Regions from separate parts of the Columba livia genome. Here region 2 is linked to region 1. The links are chromatin contacts, called in public Hi-C maps. All regions are on one chromosome and are shown on one strand. Each heading gives the region's core, a stretch centred on a gene start, on an enhancer-like site or on the middle of the called end of the contact. The rest is flanking DNA. Distances are from core to core; before and after follow the strand shown.

Region 1 (5,976 bases), core at 3,387-5,886:
AGCCCCAGCCCCGCGGCCGCCCCCCCACCCCCGCGCCGCCAGCTCCGCCAGCCGCTCCCCAAATGCTTCCCCGGAGCCAGGGGGCTTCGCCGCCCGCCCCAGAGGCCCCTCCGCCCCCACCGCGCTCCAGCACAAAGTTTGCCCGACTCCCGGGGAAGCGGCGGAGCCGCCGAGGCAGCGGCGCCCTCCCCCGCACGCCGGCCCAGCCCCGGCCCACCGCGGACCCCCAGCGGGGACGGCGGCGCGGCCCAGCCCAGGCTCAGAGGCAGAGGGAGACGCAGAGCTCGCTGCCTGCACGGCGGCCTCCCTTCCGGTCACCCTCCCGCTGTCGCCGCGGGCCCAGCCGCCCGGTAACGGAGGACTGAGGGGAGGAAACCCCCAGGGGCGCCGCGACGACCCCACCAGCCAGGGAGCAGCCCGAGGCGGCCAGACAGGCCCGCGGTCAGGCGAACGGGCGGAGCAAGACTCACTCTCTCTCGCTCTCGGTCCTCCCGCAGCCGGTCCTGGAAGTCTCCGCCGCTGGCCCCGCCGCTTTCTAACTCACGGCCGCCATCTTTGCCCTCCCTCCCCTCTCACAGGGGAGGGGGAGGGGAGGGGGCCGGGGCCGCCCGCCGCGCCGCACCACGTGACCGCCGCCGCACCTCCCCCCGCCCGGCACGACGCACCCTCCCCACGTGACACCCGCCACCGCCCGCCGCTGGACCGCGCTCCGCGCCACGTGACCCAACCACCGCCTCCACCCTGTCACGTGCCCCGGCTGCCGCGGTCTCTCGCCCATCCCCCCCGCCCGGTGCCCCCCCCTCGCCGCTGCCGCCGCCGCCGGGCTTTGGCGCGCGCTCCCCGCGGTCCCCGTTCACGTGACATGCGGCTCCTTGTCGCTCCCTGCCCCGGCAACGGGCGAAGGCGGCGAACTCCCCAAATCACGCGGCGCTTCCGGCCTCCGCAAAAAGCGAAGCCCCCGCGGGCGGGCCCGGCCCCAGGGCGGCGGCCGAGAGTCGGGAGTGATGATCTGGGCCCGGTTCCCGGTGGGTGGGGGAGGGGAAGGCGGAGGCGAACGGCTGCGAGCGGTCACGTGATCCCGGCTTCTCCAAGATGGCGGGTGCCGCGAGGACGCGATAAGATGTGCTCTCGCGAGATCCGGCCTGTTCTCGAGGCATTGTGGGAAAGAAGGCGGGGGATGCGGAGCAGTGCGCACGCGCGTGTCGTGTGCCCGCGCGGGGGCGGTCGTGCCCGCGCGCATGCGCGCGGCGCTGGCGGCCGTTGCGGCTGAGCGGGCGGCTGGGCGGGTGCCCGCCTGAGGAGAAGTGGTGTCCTGTGGGCCCCGGCGCCCGCCCTCCCCCTGCTGAACGCGTCTCCCTTCAGGCGGCCCCTCGGTTCCGTTCTGCCGCGGTTGGCAGGTGTTCCTGTGCAGCCGAGCCTGGGCGGCTCCCTGTAACAGCACACTGAGGCGGCTCCGCGGGGCCCGAGTGCTCTGGCGGGGTCGGGGCCGCCCCGTGCTGGGGATATGTATAGCCCCGCTGCCCGCGTAGTCCCGCCGCTCCGCTGTTTCCCTCACAGGATCTTCCCGGCCTCCCGTAGGAGAATGAGGAGTGACAGCGATGCTGTGCTGGGGACATCCCTGCTGAACGGTCTGGGAAGGACACGCCTGTGGGGATGGGCTGGCACATGAGTTTCTCCTCTTAAATATTCCACAAGCTGCCAAAGTGAAATTTTCTGCTGCAGAGAGCTAACATGTTTGAAAACCTGATGACGACTATGCTAGTTTAACATCTGGAGAGATCTTTTTAGCCATTAACACCCTCTGACAGATTTTTGCAAGAATATGGTCTTCCATTAGAACGCTTTCCCAGCTGTGTAAAAAGAGGAACATTTAAAAGAATTTTTAACATAAAATTCAAGCAGATGTAGATAAAGTTTGGGCAGTCATGAAATCTGCTTAAAATGCTCGATACCGCTCATTCAACTTTATACAAGTTCACTGATTGTTAAGACAAACTTAACAAGGATTAAAATAACCAATGAAGGATTAGACAGATTTAGGCTAAGCTATTTAAAGACAAAGCAATGTTAATTAAACTGACTTAAGTAATTCGGATTAATCAGCAACGCTTCAGACACTAAATGGAGAAAAAGGATGACAGAAGTCTGGCCAGAGACAAGAAGAACAATTTAGCTGGCAGCTAATATCTTGATTATTGCCCTCCACACACTTCAAATAAAGGCACGATGAAGCACAGCTCATGTGCGGGGTGTCCAACGTTCAATTCATCTAAGCAGCTTCCTACAATCGCGAAAGTGACCTTTTTGATGTCTTGAATTGAAAAGAGAGGTGAGTAACCCCACTGGTGACCATTATGCTTCTTATTGGGGTGATAGAGCACAGGCAGTATTATCTGCAGGATGCAGTTTCCCTGGGATTTTGCGTGTAACTTGCAGATCTCAATGCAATTTTTGTCAGACATGCCCCTTTATTATTGGTAGATACTATTCTGAATGTAATATTATAATCTATGAAATGTAGCTAGCACCTACTGGCATTTTACTAAATGTCTTTATAAAATAAGGTTGCTTAATGTACCACTCAACAGTTACCCTTAGGGCATCGTTTCTACATGCTTTCTCATGGAGAAGTGCAGTGGCTGAGGCACAAATTGTCAGGATTTCATCTTGTGAATAAGGAGTTTGTGCAAACATTGTGACACTTATTTACTTGCTGTGTGAGAACTACATTGAGAACTTGCTCCAAGGTAGAAATACTTAACAAGAATGCCTTGTTGGTATATTTGAAAGAAATGGAACTTTTAAATTCAAAGGTAACCAGTCCTAAAAAATAAGATACTTTTTAAAATTGACTCGAGTGTTAATTTAGACTGAAAGTATTTACTCTGAAGATTTTCTTTCCTTTCTGAGCAAATCCAACATTTTGCTTGTGTGTTTTTCTTCCCCCACAAAAGGCTTTCAGGTCTCAGTGTTAAAGCAGTGCTCTCAGGGACTGCCCTTACACTACTACTGGAGATAATAAATATTTAGGTCACTGGGTTTTACGGCTGGTGCTGGTGGGAGTCGTGCTGCTCCCTCCCCAGTATCGCCCTGGCTGGCGCTTTCCCATGTGCTGCTGTCCTCAGTCATGGTGACGGGCGATTGCACATGGATGTGCCCTCTTTTGGGCTGTAGCCTTATCTCTTGATAACATTTTTCCTTCTCCTCAGTACTTGCTTTTTGGTGATAACTCCCTGAAGCGCTAAGGGGTAAAAACAGCCTGGTTTGTGTATTCCCCGTGCGATCCGCCCGTGCTGGGAGCAGGACCTAGTTAGAGGTGACATTGTTTTCTTTGTTGCTCAAGGGAAGATAATTACTTAGCTTGCTTTGCCCTCTAGTGGCACAGCTTCAATGTAAACTTGGTTGCTTTGTATAATATATAAAATTAATATTAAAAATATCCAACCCACAAAAGCAGAGCAAAACCACAGTAAAGGTGTTCCCAGAGCTTTCCCATGACAATTAGGAACAGTGTTCCTTAATGACTGCAAGAAGGAAAGTATCATTAGTAATTTATAAAGAATTTTTTCCAGTCCCATCCTAGCTGTGTGAAAAGAAGAGTGTGAATTAGGGTGGAAAAATCAGAACAAGGGCTCCGGTGCTCTTCTGGAGAGCTTGGCCTACCTGCTTCGGCAGCAGAGATTATCAGGATGATGCAGCCTCCTGTCCGCTGGTGTTAACAAAACAACACCCAGAGCATTTTGGTCACCTTTCTGTGAAATATATGTTAGTGAAGATGAAGAAATTGTGATGATGCAGAGCTGGGATTCTTTTGCCTTTTCTTGAAGTGCCCGTTTGCATGGAGAGCAATCACAAAATGAGGCGAGGGTGGGCTGAAACACCTGCTGCCTTCCCGTGTCTCCTCTGCAGCCACTCCCTGTTGGTTGGTTGGTTGGTTTGTTTGCGTGTGTATGTGGTTTTGTGGATGGGTTTTTAAATGATTTTTGTTTGTTTGTTTTCTTCTCTGCTGTTCTTAAGGAAAATCCTGGTTTTCAGTTGTTTCACCCTCCAGAACTGGCTGATCATGCCGCTGTGGGGATGCCCAAGGGACAAGCAGCCGCCTGTGGCTGCAGATAAGCCCTGGGTGGGAATCCACCCCTGTGACAATGACACTTGGGGTCAGCTGACGTCCTACAGACCCATATCCCCAGCAGGCACAGGTGGCTGTTGTTAGGTGGGTCTTAAAAGATAAAAAGAAAGACTAGCCATACCTCGTTACTCAATATAATTGTTCCTCTTAACATGGAGCACCAAAGAGATCCTGTGCGGTAATCTCCTATTGTCCATTATGACCTTTACTTACCAAGGAGAAACACACAGTATGCCTTGATCTGTGTGTCGTCGTGCCTTGTTGCCACTTTACTCTTTGCAATGGTACTTTCCTGATTTCGCAGTGTATGCACCAGGCCTGACATGGGGCTGTTGAAGCCCTTCTGTGTTTTTGCTGTGTTTTAGCCATGCTTGTTAGGGAATCAGGGGTTTGATGCAATACTGTTCTCCAGGCAAGCTTTGAAGAGGATGGAATTAATGGCCTTTGATATAATTTTCAGATTTAAGCGAGACATTGCATAAAGCGGTCTGATAATTTCGCAGAGTTTTACGATCCCGACGGAATTAAGGGCCCCCCGGATCCTCGCTGGGAGGTGGCGGGCGCTGTGCGCGCCCAAGGCAGGAGAAGAGATCCACGTGCTCTGCGAAGAGGTGCATGAGGTGTTGACGGGGCCGCACTGGGCGATGCCGCTGCCCCGCAGGAGCGGAGCGGACAGCACGGGGGGGTACATGTCAGCGCCCCCGGCGCCCGCCGCCGCTCCGTGGGATGGAGCGGCACGGACGGTCCGGCGGGACCCGCTCCCAGCGCGGCGTCCTACCCACGTGGCGAGCCCTGCCGCGGAAGGGCGTTCCTTCCCGGACCGCCAATCAAAAAGCCGGTTGCTCTTCCCACGGACCAATCAGCGCTCGGGGAACTCGCGTTTAAACTCTGTTCCCGGGAGCTGCGAGCATCGCTGTGTGACAGGGAGAGGGCGGGGTGCGGCTCTGTGTGCCAATCAGAGGCGCGGAAGCGGTTATTGGCACGCGGTTCAGCCAATGGGGTTGCCGAGAGGAGCGCGGTGTCTCCCTGCGGAGCGGTTGGTTTCAGCGGGGGAGCTCCTCGGGGACCGTCGGGGCAGCCCGGCCGCGGGGGGCTCCAGGGCGCCGGGCTGCGCCGCAGCGGTCATGGCTAAAGGTGCGCGGGCGCGGCGTCGGGGAGGAGCGGAGACGGGGCGCGGCGGCTGTCGCGTCGAGTGCAGGGCGGGGGCCGGGCGGCGCGGGGGCATCTCCGCGGCGCGGATGCTCCTCCCGGGAGACGCGAGGCGCCGGGGCTGGCGGGACTCCTCCCCCGCGCGGTGTGCGCAGCTCGCCGGGAAGGGGCTGGGCCGCCGCGGCTCGCCCTGCCGCATCCAGCCCTTTAAACATGGCGCAGGCCGCGGTGGCCGGGCGATGACCGCGGGCGGCCGCGCCGGACATGGCTCAGGCGCCGATCTTCCCCCCTTGTTCCTAGGGAAGAACATGCCCAAAGCCAGGGCGGGCGGCGCGGAGGAGGTGAGCCCCGAGAGCGCCGAGAGGAAGGGCCCCGGTCGCCCCCGGGCCGGCGGGGTAAGCACTGCCCGGGCCTGGGCGGGTGGAGCAGAGCGGGGCGGGCGGCTCCCTGGGGTCCTCTGTGCCCTCCGCCTCCTCCCGGTGCGAGCGGGCCGGGTGCGGGCTGCCCCGGGGAGCCGCGTGGCCCCGGGCGCTTGACTTCTGGGGTTCCTCCAATCATTCAGCAATCGGTTAACTTTAAGTGGAATGGCACACTTTCCGTGTTTTCCGGTGACCTCCTTCAGCTGCCCTGCAAGCGCGGGGCGCTGCCGGGGCTGTCAGCGAGCAGCCAGGCCCAGGCTCAGTAATCCCTCCGTGCCA
Region 2 (6,052 bases), core at 2,970-5,469, 76 kb before region 1:
ATGTCACTGAAAGGCTGCATTCTGGCAAACTGCTGTCAGCACAGTGAGTAACAGAAGACGGAGTTAGAGTCAGTGTTTCTTCCTCCTCAGCGTTGACTAAATTCTCATTATTAGCATCCGTATATGCCATTGGAAAGGGACAGCTGGTCTGGTGTTCATTTTGGAACGGGTGGTTTCTCCAGAGGTCCAAATGCGCAGCTCTGCTGCTGGCAGGATACTGGGGAGAATCATCGAACTGAGATGAATTACTCGTCTGCGAAAAAGAGTCTGTATCACAATGACTGGAAAACCCAGGCTCTGCCATAGAGTCTGGAGAAAAAGGAGTCGGCTCCTCAGGAATATTGAAAAAACAGCGTCCTGGGTTCTGCTGACCTGGTTTCATGTGCAGGGTTGGGTCCAACGTCAAGATCTAGGAAATAAGTTATAATGCTAAATAAATTGTGATTTAACTTTCGTTCTTGGAAATGGAGTTTATCTGAAGATATCAGCAATTCATACAATACACGGCAGGAATTGTATTGAATATTACTACAACTATTTGGTAGCGGCAAGCAGGATGAAGTGACCTGTAACAGCTGAGATGACGATACACATTCCCGAGGTTTGCAACTTGAATTTCTAAGTTTCCATTTATAATAAAAGACATATCTAACATCTGTAGCTGTCTAGAAAACCTCTGAAATCTCAGTTATGTAAAGAGAAGGACCATGATGCCTTCTTGTAAGTTCAAATCATAACTTTGTACAGCTACAAAAATCACTTCATAGATTATATTAACAAGTTAGTCACACAGCAGCCATCATTACTGGATTTTGTACAAGACCAAAAGCTGTATAAAGAAATAGATATGATAAAGAATATTTCCACAACCTGCGCCTCTTCTGTTTTATGGGTGGAATGAACCGGTCTTATGGGAAGTAGTAAGAAAACCCCAGTCCTGTGACTGCAGTTCCACCCGCATTTCTGCAGCTGCAGCCTCGGCGTGAGCAGATTCCTCCTGCGCCATCCTCAAGGTTGTGCAGCAAAGGTCCTTCTCTACCCAGCGTGTTCTTGGAGGTTCTTTTTGCTGGATCCCTTCCCGGTCTGGTTTGTCACACGGCTGCACAAATTGCTGTCCCAGCATCATGCTGGAGGTGGCAGCAGGAGCCAGTGAATGTGAAACCAGCCTGTAACCCATCGCATCCTCAAACCCAGACATACAGAAATGACTGTTACCTCTGGTGGGTGACTGCACTGGGAAGAAGGCATAAAATTCTGGTCTGGCAGCTGCTTATTCTCCCTTTGTCTTTTATGATAAATATCCTTCAATGACGAGAGCTTTGTTTCGTCAGCAGAAGATAACTTCAACAGGAAAAATTGCTACATTAGTTGATATGAACACAATCCTCCACCTCCAATATAGATAAACAAGTTGTAGGTGAGTTTAGCTAATAAATCAGTTAGAACTTAATTTAGTAGTTTTTAAAGGCAGCTTTATTCAACGCAAACAATTTTTAAAAGGGTCTTTAATGAGGCACATCCACCTTTAATATACTAGTCGGTTTCTTTTTACCTTCCATACACGGATTTCTTTCAAATGACAAAAAGTGGTTAATAAATTCCAGGCTACTTTAGTGAGGGTAAATGAATAACAAAAAAACAGAATATGAGAGACCGAGCTAATGAAAGAGCTCGCAAGGAGAAGTTCACATCTTTCCATTGCAGAAAAAAGGAAAGATGAGAAGCAACTGTAAGACAACTTTTAAAACACGTGCAGAGTTTACCTGATCTGGTGATACTTTTGTGGAGAAAACATCAGCAAACTCACTTCTGAAATTCTCTGGTAAAGAGTGATACATCTCCTTTTCATCTAACTTCCAGTATGAAAGCCCTGATAAGAAGAAACAATTAAAGAAAAAACATTACAGATTTCAAGGTAATGGCTATAGAACAGGAATCCCAAAGCCCATTAGCAAGATTTTACTTTGTAAGTTTACAAGAATGCTGTATTAGTTATTTGCATCTATTGCTTAATAATCTCACTCAAGCATTTGTTACGAGTTACAAAAAATCTCAATGCAAAGCACAGGCCTCATGATCAGTATCACATCCCACGGCATCAGTAACGAAAGCTCTAAATCAGTGAAAACACAGAGATTTACTCTTTTGTGTGCAAAGAACAAATCCTCATTTACCACAAACTTTCATATTCCTACTGATTCCAGTACAACGCTTAAAGCTTGTGTTATCCAAGGAATAATCCTCCACAGCCACTCGGTATCACAAACTCTTCAGTTTGGTTCTCAACAGCGCTCTACAACATGCAAAAAGCAGACTACCGGGACCAAGGGACGGCACGAGAGGGACAGATACAGGCTCAACCCCGTGGCAATTTCTTATACGTGTCCCTCTCAATGGGTTGTGAAGAAGCAATAAATATACACAGTTTGCAGGGCTGCATCTCTGTGCCCCTGTTTGTTATCAAAATGAATCCACCCTGTTACGGTCAAAATGTGTGAATTAGTTGTTTGGCTTTCACAAAAACAAAACACCGCGACAACAACAAGAAAAACACACCAAAAAACACACACACATCACAGACACACAAAAAACCCAAACGGCAAACCCCCCAAACCCACCACAACTACCCCTCAAAAGCAAAACTAAACCACAAAAAAGCAACACCCCTCACCCCGATTAAAGAATCACACACACTGCATTGTTTTGTTCTTGTTTATTCACACAATCACCGAATCCTCCCTTTGCCCTACAAAATTTCTAACCCCGTCACCATGCACTCCTGCCACTACTAGAGCAGCGATACTAATATTTGAAAGGTTGCTTGGTACCCCACCATGACTTTAGTAACAATTACATTATTGAAAGCGCTTTAAACATAAAGCTCAGCTTTGAAATATTGAGAAATTTGAAGAAAGAAATCGCTGCATGTCCTATATCTGCCAGCAGTGACACATGGGAGCTCCTATCAGCTCGAAATGCAGAAGCAAGAAAAGCAGAATTGTGCCATAGCAAAAGTTTAATAGCTAGTCAGTGATCAAACCCTCCTCAGCTCCTCAAAGTTGTTGGAGCTGCATTGTAGCAAGAAAGTTAAAAAATGAGAATTCAAGAGGAAAAGAAATCTAAGTGCAGGAAATTAACTATACCTGAAGCTTCAGACACTAAGGAATTCGGACTTTCATTAGGCTGGTTGAGGTAAAAAGTGTAAGGTGGCAAAGCAGCACCGCTATGGTTTGTCTAAAACAACAAAGGAAAAACAATTAATGAGGAAAATTGCAAGACAAGGAAGGAAAAGAATTTTTCAAAAAGGGTACCATTTTTTAAAATATTGCATGTAAATGTTATTAGTCTTTTAAAGCAAAGAGATTAAACTTCATTATACAGCATGATTCAAACATATACAATTTATATTGAGGGCAATCACAGTCAAAAGGTAAAATAAGCTAAGCCACACAATTTAAAGACACTGATATTTTCCAAGTCGTCTGCCTGTCTGTGGAGCATTTTTGAGATTAACTGTTAAAAAACACGCATTCTGGACAGCCGTCTAAACTTTCTTGCTCCTTAAGAGATGCAAGTACATAACGGGATGATCTACCAAAAAAAGGTTACTCTTCCCTCATCTTAGGATTGGAATTTCTTATATTCAGCTGTTATGACTCCACCTACCACAAATTGGGAGGTAAACAGTGTCTGTCATTTCCGACAGACAAGATACTACACACCCTGCTTCTCCGCACTCCAGACTTCCTAAGCAACCTCTGCAGCTAATCACAGAAACTTTGAAAAGGGTGGAACTAACACATGCCAAACAAATTTCACAGGATTAAAAATTTGCTACAACTCTCCTGTTCTTAATCAAAGGAAGAAGCGTCATTGATGTAACACAGTGATACAAGAACTGAGTAATGGCAGCTGGCTTGAAATTCTCATCTCACATTGCTCTTTTCTACTGTACATAGGGCTTTTTGTTCCAACACAGCAGCTTAAGAGTCATGTACATGGCAAATTTACACAGCTTATACAACCGAAGACTACAACAGGAAAGGAACCATTGAGTCAACACAAAGAAAAAAAGAATTTAGAACTGAAGCTTTTGAAGCTGTTGCATGAAGTACCATCTCACCTCAAGGCTATTCTGTCCCTCTTAATGTTTTTATTTAGGTATTCTCCTTTGCCTAAGGAGGAAGAAAGGAAAATGAAGGGGTATCAACTGAATTCTTACAAAGGAATAGAAAGATAAAGGTATTTTCAAAAGCTGAGAGAGAAAAGCAACAATCCACAGCAGATAAATTTGACTCCTGGTTTGAAATATCCCCTTAGAGTAACAGCTGACAACAGAAGAGCCAGCGAGCCCAAGCCGCTGCTCCTACCCTTTCTGGATCACCCTCAACGTGACCACGGGGAAGAAAACAGACCCTGCCTTGAATCAAGTGACTCATATTTGCTAATTCTCCTATCCTCTTGTAGGTGGAGTCATTCACAGAGTTGCCGGAGTTATTTCCTTAAAAACAGCATAAGGAGAGAGGTTTGTGACAGTTACTACAGCAATAGGCATTACTACAAATGCTTCTAAAGAGCTGGTTCATTTCCTAAATGTCTGCTGGGGGGGTTGGATACTTTCAGCAACTAGTGCTGTAGCTGTGCTTGGAGCAGTTCAATTTGGCCAAATCATAGTTATACACAGGCAGAAAAGAATGTATTATTCTGATAAAAACAATACCAAAAAAAAAAAAAGCTTGGATTTAAAAATCCCAATGTGGAAGAACACTGTCTGTCCTGAACAAGGTGGCCAATGCCTCCACAAACAGTTGTGTGTGCCAAAAGGGACATTACCAGCTGAAATCAAAGCTCCTTCCAAAAATTATATGGCACAATAAATTAGCATGACCCGAAGCTTTAATTGAGAATGTGATTATTATTTCTATAAAGAATGAACATTTGCCATTTAGGTAAATTAAGGCAAAAATGAGGCAACAAATACAACAAGCCAAAATAGCCATGTGAGGAAGTATAGAATGATCCAAGAAGTAAACTCTGACCATATTAACTTCAAACATATAAATAGGAACCCCACTACTCAAATGCTTAAAGCTAAGTATGAAGGCACGTGCTGAACACTGAAAAAATACCAGTGACAAGAATAAAATTAGAAAAACATCATAAAATAAAAAGATACTTACATTCTCAAGGGGTAATTTCTTTGCTTGCTCATTTTCATGCATAGAGTTCACACATACTTCTTCAGCGTTTATTCTTTTTGGTTGGTTTTGTCTCAACTTTTGTGCCCATGATGTTAAAGATTTACTAGATGGTAAGAAACACACACGTACACCCTAAGTACATGAGCCCTTTTCAGTGGAGACACGAATGATTTCAAAAGCTGTCTTAGAAAGGTTTTTCAAGCTGAAACACACTCTTGAATTGAGCTTCTCTAGCTCTAAGTTTCCCTGGAAGTCCATGAACTGCAGCTACTCCCTTCATGGCACTGCAACATGAACCAAAACAGTGGAAAAAAAGCCAGAAGGGAATGTATCAATGGGGTTCTGATCTACCCTATATGCCAAGATAACACATTTCCAAACTAATTTCTCTAAAGAAAGCCGGTTCTGTGTTTTATTACATACTAGCAAGATGCAAGTTCATTTTCACGACTCTCTGTTTTTACAAAAGAGGGAAAGTTTTTATCTCCGCAAACTCCTATCAGGGACTCGCAGGCAACTCGCTGCCCACAAGGGCTCTGATACGGCTCGTGAGCACGTGGAGCCGCCGCCACTACAGCCCAATCTGACAGGGAGGGTAAAGTCCATTGTTAAATTCTGTGCAACTACAGCAGTCCTTGGGCAGTGCTGTTACCAAATGAGCTGGCCAGCCTTTCAAAAAAACCTTTGGTAGATCCACCCACCTATTGAATAGAGCGAAACAACAACAAAAAAAGATCAACCCCCAAAAAAACACCACACAACAAAAAACTTCAAACATGTGGCTGTTCTCTGATACAATTTATTACTGTAATGCATGCATATAAGGCAGCAAAAAAGACTGGTTGTGCACA

The links. A called contact is a pair of places that touch in the nucleus more often than the background predicts.
Region 2: a Hi-C map of liver shows a contact between it and region 1, with 2.5 times the contacts expected there. The contact joins the enhancer-like site here to the promoter of KMT5A in region 1. A contact is called at or near these places in 2 of 2 Hi-C or Micro-C datasets (crop and liver).

What each region holds. Positions count from the first base shown.
Region 1 is chr17:3,810,338-3,816,313 of bColLiv1.pat.W.v2, reverse strand. It overlaps KMT5A (lysine methyltransferase 5A), which reads left to right and starts at 4,636. Exons shown (of 8, transcript XM_065033437.1): 1 at 4,636-5,263; 2 at 5,579-5,619. The coding sequence starts at 4,774. SBNO1 (strawberry notch homolog 1) reads right to left here and starts at 649. Exons shown (of 32, transcript XM_065033422.1): 1 at 471-649.
Region 2 is chr17:3,885,493-3,891,544 of bColLiv1.pat.W.v2, reverse strand. MPHOSPH9 (M-phase phosphoprotein 9) reads right to left here. Exons shown (of 23, transcript XM_065033428.1): 5 at 5,181-5,304; 6 at 3,144-3,234; 7 at 1,764-1,870; 8 at 1,216-1,341; 9 at 1-409. Among named protein-coding and RNA genes, the nearest start is that of MTRFR, 12 kb to the right of the region's middle. Within about 2 kb of position 4,219, at least 1 of the 3 cell types and tissues checked has an H3K27ac peak away from gene starts, as active enhancers do.